Linked DNA regions of Zea mays: region 1 is linked to region 2. The links are chromatin contacts, called in public Hi-C maps. All regions are on one chromosome and are shown on one strand. Each heading gives the region's core, a stretch centred on a gene start, on an enhancer-like site or on the middle of the called end of the contact. The rest is flanking DNA. Distances are from core to core; before and after follow the strand shown.

Region 1 (3,460 bases), core at 740-3,239, 180 kb after region 2:
ATTTGTCAAGCTGAGGTCACCAGTGAATGTCTATCTTGCGGCCTATTTCACATTCCACGTTGTCTACACTCTACAGTGCCAGAAGAGTGTTTTGCACGTCCACTTATTCATATTGGTGAGCTCAGCCTCAGTACTCAAAAGCATCAGTTCTCAGTGCTAGCTTTTGCCTTTTCTTTGTTGATTAATAAACTGCCCCAGGAGTATGCCATAAAAGAGACTAAGAGAACAAGCAAGTTGCTGGCAAAGTTTAAACTCATCAAACAAAGAATTATTGAGAAGTATAGATGTCGGGGAGAATTTGGTACAAACTCCAGTTCAGCTTTTTTTTTCGCGATGGGGCACAGCACGTTTTTCATTAAGCGGACAGGAACCAATCAGCTTTTGAGAAGGGCGTCTTAACTCCTAGTAACTCTTACCCAAATGACTTATGAAGAAATGCTTACGTAGTGTGGAAGATGGATGAGCTTCCCCTGACTTCTTCTTGAAGGAAAGCTTCAAAGAAGGCATCTTCATTGAATGAGTAGGGCTCGAGGGAGTTCTCTTCTTCTCGTTCACCCCAACAGCAGAGGCAATGCATGGCAGACAATTATTCGGCAGAAGCCCGCAATTGTCCAGTATCCTACCTCCACCGTGCGTGGTATCCGCACCAGAAACACTCACCGCATCTTCATGGCTAATGGACGTCCTTACACCATTCTCCGAGCTCCCCTTCGACAGTTCGCTGGACTTTGGCTTTTTATGGTGCTGCTCGCCTGATTGCGCAGCTCCATTGAAGCTCCCACCGTTGCCATCTTTCATGCTCAATGCAGCTTCATTCTCGAAGCCATTCAATGAGAAAGCATCTGTAAGATAACAAATAAGTTCAATCAGTTAAATGGAAAGGCATGTTAAAATGGGGGCGAAAACTCAGCAGGTTCAGCTAATAATTGGAACAATGCTGTGCGGGGGACCTGGCTACAAGGCTACTACGACATCGCTCTTACCATCTTGCACGCTGTGGAAATCGTCTTCGGCATCCGACTCGCTCATCGCCAAGGAATCGTACCAGTCCTCCTCAATGCTCCCGGACACTGCAGCACGAGATACCCCGAAATCACGTCAGGTCATATTGGAGTATCGAGTACGAGTTGACGAAACGAACTGCGACGCGTACTGCCCCAGCCCCCAGATACTAGCTGCAACCCCACTCTACAGAATAGGATCGCAAAGCCTCCGGGGCTACGAATTAAAAAAGTGAGTAGCTATTGCTTGACGCACACGATCCCCAGATGCAGTAATTTAACTTTTAACCCCGAAGTCCGAAGAGCGCGCAATCTCGCGCCCATGGTCCCCCGAATATCAGAATCCAGACCCCGAAACCAGCAGCGCGGGCGCAAGGCGCACGGGGGAGAAGAGAAAGCAGCCCATCCGTTCACCCACCGACCCACCCACCTTGGAACGCGGGGTTGCTGTACGTCCGGTGATCGGCGGCGGCGGCGGCGGCGGACGGCGAGCCGGGCACCTCGGCCTCCTGAATGGTTTCCATCGACGCGGCGCGCGACGGCGCCGTCCTCCGCCCCTTCCCTACGCGGCGGCTGCGCCTCCGCCGCGTCCCACCCCCGCCGCCCGAGCGGCCGCTGGCATCGCCGGACCGCGGCGAGTGGGGCTTGCCCACGCACGCGCTGGGCCGCGACACGCACGCCCCCATCCTCCCACCTCCTCCTCGCCCGGGCGACGCGACACGAGATCGGCGCCCCGGGGGACCGGGGTGGGGGGCGGTGGCAGTGCGAGGCCGCGTCACACGGGCAGGGGTGCGGGGAGGCGATTGCGTGGGAGGATTTCGAAGAGGGACGAGACGAGACGAGCCGCGCGGCTGGGCGGGGCCGGGCGCGGCGCAACGCGAACTTTGTGGTGGAGGTGGTGGTGGGAGAGAATGAGGTGGAGGTCTGGAGGAGGTGGTGGCGTGGGCTAGCTGCGGTGCGGTGCGCCTCCGTTTCGTCCTACTTCTGGCTTTCGCAAGTTCGCCTTCACTTGCCGGTTTGGCCTTCCACACGAGTGGGGCGGTCCGGGGAGGAGCGCGGCGGTGGGACTGCGGCTTGCGGGGGCGGTAGGCGTCGTCGCGACGCGCATGGACGCGGTCCTTGGTAGGCGGCTGGTCGTTTCGTTCGTGGTGGCTTTCTAGTTGGGTGGACCCGGCGCTTTCCTCCCTTGTGGTTGGGGTTGGCACGGGCTGGGGAACCTGTGACGTGATGCCGTCGTAGTCGTAGAGATGGTATGTGTGCCACTGTTGACCGGTACAGGTGAGGTTACACTTGAGTTGGCACTAGTATTGTCAGTTGTCACGCTGCCAGCGAACTTACGAGCCTGTTTGGTTAAAATCGGGTTAGTTTTGTCAGCTATCTTATTGATATATGCTTCTGATATCTTATTATTGATGTACTTCTTTTATGAAAAAAAATCTTATTTCTACGTGTGTGCGTCCTAGTAAATCTTATTGTTTTTCCTATAACACATCTACAACTAAAAAATGGTTTATATAATATATGTATCAGTATCTCTATCCATCAATTAGAGATTCTTTTGACAAAACAAATAGAGACTTCAAATAGAAGAAAAATGCGAAGGCGGTCCTAATCTCCTGGGTGTTTGACATGATTCCGCTTCACTCTATAGCATCTATATTTCAACTTTAGGTGGAGGAGCTCTACTGTAGATTCTATATTTCTTTCTCATAACCAGTAGTGGGTAAATAACTTCAAACTCCGTGCCTAAGTCGTATTTTTAAGGATTTCAGAGCAACAAAAGAGATATTACAAAAAATTATGTTATAGCTCTCAAAACTCCATAGAGTTTGCAACTCTAAAATTAGGGTGTTTCGTTGGCTTTAGCCAGCTCTCCTTTAAAGTTTTTCTCCTGAGGGAAGAACGACTCGTCCTTAAGTCCTCGTCTCGCCTAGCCCTCGGTCCCCTTGGCACACCGGACACTGACTCAGCAACGAACTCGTTGCTCTCGGGAAATCACCGAGTGCGCCGTGGCTAAAATTCACTGGACTGTCCGGTGTGCACCGGGCTGTCCGGTGAGCCAACAACGCCCTCGCCAACGGTCGGCAGCGCGATCAGCGGGCGACGCGTGGCCCACGCCAACGGTCACTAGCCCGCACCCACCGGACATGTGTGAAAGGGAAATAGGATTAACCTTTTTCTATAACTAATTTTGGTGGTTGAATACCCAACACAAATAATGGACTAACTAGTTTGCTCTATAATATATGTTCTACAGGTGCATAAAGGTTCAACTCAAACCAATAAAAGATTAAATATAGGGTTCAAATTCAAAGGAGCAAGAAACATGAGTGTGCCCTAGTCTGGCGCACCTGACTGTTCAGTGTGCCACCGGATAGTGTCCGGTGCACCAGGACCGTACAATCTCAAACTCGTCACTCTCGGGTTTCAATCAGCGCACTCCGCTATAATTCACCGGA
Region 2 (3,183 bases), core at 584-3,083:
AACACTGGTCAGCGAGCAACCAGAGTACTGACACGAACTGAGGAGTTGAGCGCGCTGGATTTTCTAGTCCGAGTTTAGTGAGGTGGGGGTGGGGGGAATGCGAATTCAGAAGGGGAAGAGAAATGCTCACCCGAAGGGGATTGGTCCACGAGCTCGGAGCCCTTGAGCACGTACTCGCCGTCGGTTGCCGGGAGGACGAGGTCGTCCTCCGAAAGGTCGTGCCACACGAACCCGTTCTTGTAGCTCCTGAAACCATCGACTGATCGATCAACGCCGGGGAAAAAAACAGGTCAGGAAAATGTCACGGACAAGGAGCAGTGTCGCATTACCTCTTGCAGGACCACGAGTACATCGCGGCCATGCCCTTGCCGCGCACCATGTTCAGGTGATTAATCACATCTGAAGCCCGCCCGCCCGCCGCCACCCCGGGAAAAAGAGCAGAAAATAAGCCATCGTCGGTAGACGAGCACCCGCGGAGAAAACTGGAATTTGGATACGAGGACGCGCATCCGCTAGCTTACCTCTGAGATAGAGCCCCTCCGGCGAGGCCAGCGGCACCTCGACGAAGTGCGGGTGCTCGAGGTGGCGGCTCCGGGTGAGGTAGTACACCACCGGCACCTTCCGCGCCGCCGGCCTCCGGCGCTCGGGGCTCCGCGGCCGCCGCCCCCGGCTCTCCATCCTCGCCCAACCTGAGTTTCACACGCTCCTCCCCCTCCTAGGAAGAAACTGAAGTCGCGTCAGCAGCAGGAGAGAATCCGGAAAACCCGCGGCTGGCTGGCTGGCTTGTGGCTGCCCCTGCTGCCCTTCAGTTACATCACATCAGACGACGGCGGCACAAAATGCAAGCCTGGCAACTTCCCAATTTCCCATCGAGTAATTAAATAATATAAACAAGACAAGGACAGGGGACGAGTCTGCAGCGGAGTGAGGGAGGGGTACCTCGAGCTCCAAGTCGAGATTAGCGGGCGGGCGCCTCCAGACCCTGCATTCGCCGGCGGCGCCGAGACTGGACCTCGCTGGTGCCGGCAACCAGATCAGAATCGGGACGAGAAGAGAGAGAGAGAGTCGGCTGGGCACGGGGCAAGGCGCGGCGCGCGGTCCTTTTCGAGGTCACTGGCGCGGGCACATGAGGGGGCGGGGCACCGGGGAACTGATCCCAAACTTTCCTCTCATATCTTTGGCGCTGCTGCAGCGGGGGAGCGGGCGATGTGACCACAGCAAGGGCCAAACGGGCGCGTACAAACAAAAACCCCTCGGTTGGAGCTTTCCCCCCGGCCGGTGACGGCGCGGGAGTGGAGTGGAGTGGAGGGGAGGGGGCGTGGGATGGGAGGCAGGCGCGGACACGCGGGTGCGTCCAAGCCTCAACAGGGTCGGTTTACAGCGAGGCGTGGCGTGGCCGCGTGGGGAGGAGCACGACGAGAGGGAAAGCAGCGGGACGAGACGAGCTCAACAAGGCAATGGCTGCATTGAATCGGGGCGGGGCGGGCCTGCAGAACGGGAGCCTTTTCGGGCGAGCAGAAGCAGGCAAGGGAATGACTTTTTCCCTCGTCCTCTCGACGGCGAGTCTGCGGCGGCCTGCGCCTGGTGCGCGTCAGGTTAATGGCGGGGAAGGGAAAAGGGGTAGAGAGCACGGGCCAGCAGGGGCGCAGCCAGGAGCTCGAGGTCAAACGGCAGTATGTATGGCGCAGGGGAATAAAGCAGCGGGTACTGGGACTGGGACTGCGGATGCGGGCGACGGGAAGAGAACAGGAGGGGAGCCGGTGGCATTGATTGCGCTTGCGCCCGTCGCGCCAATGCCTGCCTAGCCGCGGAGCGCGGAGGCCGGAGACGGCTCGGCGGTCATTGGCGGAAAGTGCAAGCACCGGGTGGGTTAATCATGGACCTCCCTCCCTCCCATTGCGGTGTGGAGACGTGGATTGGTTCGTTGGCGTCCGGTAGCGGCACGCACGGGACAGAGGAGACACACCCCTCTTGACGAGACTTGACCCTTCTACTACCAAACAGAGAAATAGCCATGACCCTATCCCTCCGGGTGCAACAACCAGCTGAAAGATTGTTTTATCCTGGAGTACCTATCAAACAGAAAAGAAAAAAAAAAGGCAAACACAGTCCACGGCTCCCCGCTCCAAGCAAACAAAAGAAATCAGAGCCTGTCCTCACCGCATCTCAGGCTGACCTTGTGGCGCGCCGAGCTGCCCTGCGCCTGCGTCTAGGCTTAGTGTGGTGCCGCCGATGCCGCCCGAGCCGGCCCGGAAGACCCCTCTGACGGTGAAAAGGGCTGGCGTGGTAAATCATTGTAGAGCGCCGTGTACGAAAAGCTTCCAGCTTTATGATACAACAGCTTTTATGCGTGCCGAATGTCCTACGGAGTCACTAGCCAAGCGTTTAGTTGTCCGCACAATGAGAGCCAAGACTTATATGCATTGACCATGATCTAAAGTAGCGTGTTTGATTCGATGCATCTAAGAGGCTGACCGTGCAAGAACTAATGTAGCATAGGCTTATTTGACTGTACCTGCACATACGCATGAAACGGTCGTATCTGGTGGACAAGGCTTGCACGAGCCTAGCTGTACGCGCACAACCATCCAACCACGTAATCCAATCACGCAGTATAGGGACGTTTCCGAGACCATGAATCAGTTTTACAAGGATAAGAGTACAAGAGATAGTTAAAGAACTGTACAATATAATTCTATTTCTTTAAGTTATGTACAAATAATTATTTGGAAATGGACACTTTTCAAAAAAAAAAAAAAAAAACTAGAAACTCCACGTTAAATGGGTTTGTACATACCTTAGGGCTGATTTGGTGATTAGGGATCCCAAGGGGAACCATGGGGGAGAAATTCCCTTGTAGTTCAATTTTGAATAGCAAGAGGATTTCTTCTTCTCGGGATCCCGGGTCACCAAATCAGTCCTTAAGGATATGTACAAACTAGAGATCTCGGTTAGTTTTCTAAGTATAGGCATGCTAATGGCAAAAAAATCCAATCCACTTCCATCCATACCTAAATATAATAACTTTGATATCCATCTCACATCCACTCTAAAATATAAGAATAAAATTAAACCCAATACCCAATAATATTATTGACCCCAAACCAACCTGTAATTGGGTGGAAACCTAGTGGGTTCAGCTTATTGTCTCACATCAAGCCAACTGCATACACATACACTGAT

What was found. Hi-C and Micro-C count contacts between places; a contact is called where the count stands out from the background.
Region 1: a contact with region 2 is called in a Hi-C map of tassel, with 3 times the contacts expected there. The contact joins the promoter of LOC103643836 here to the promoter of LOC103643835 in region 2. A contact is called at or near these places in 10 of 25 Hi-C or Micro-C datasets (ear, endosperm, leaf and 5 more).

Annotation. Positions count from the first base shown.
Region 1 is chr1:269,384,232-269,387,691 of Zm-B73-REFERENCE-NAM-5.0, forward strand. It overlaps LOC103643836, which reads right to left and starts at 1,990. Exons shown (of 9, transcript NM_001347070.1): 1 at 1,432-1,990; 2 at 984-1,070; 3 at 444-842. The coding sequence starts at 1,687.
Region 2 is chr1:269,203,078-269,206,260 of Zm-B73-REFERENCE-NAM-5.0, forward strand. LOC103643835 (protein UPSTREAM OF FLC) reads right to left here and starts at 1,834. Exons shown (of 7, transcript XR_561334.2): 1 at 940-1,834; 2 at 522-854; 3 at 330-399; 4 at 131-246.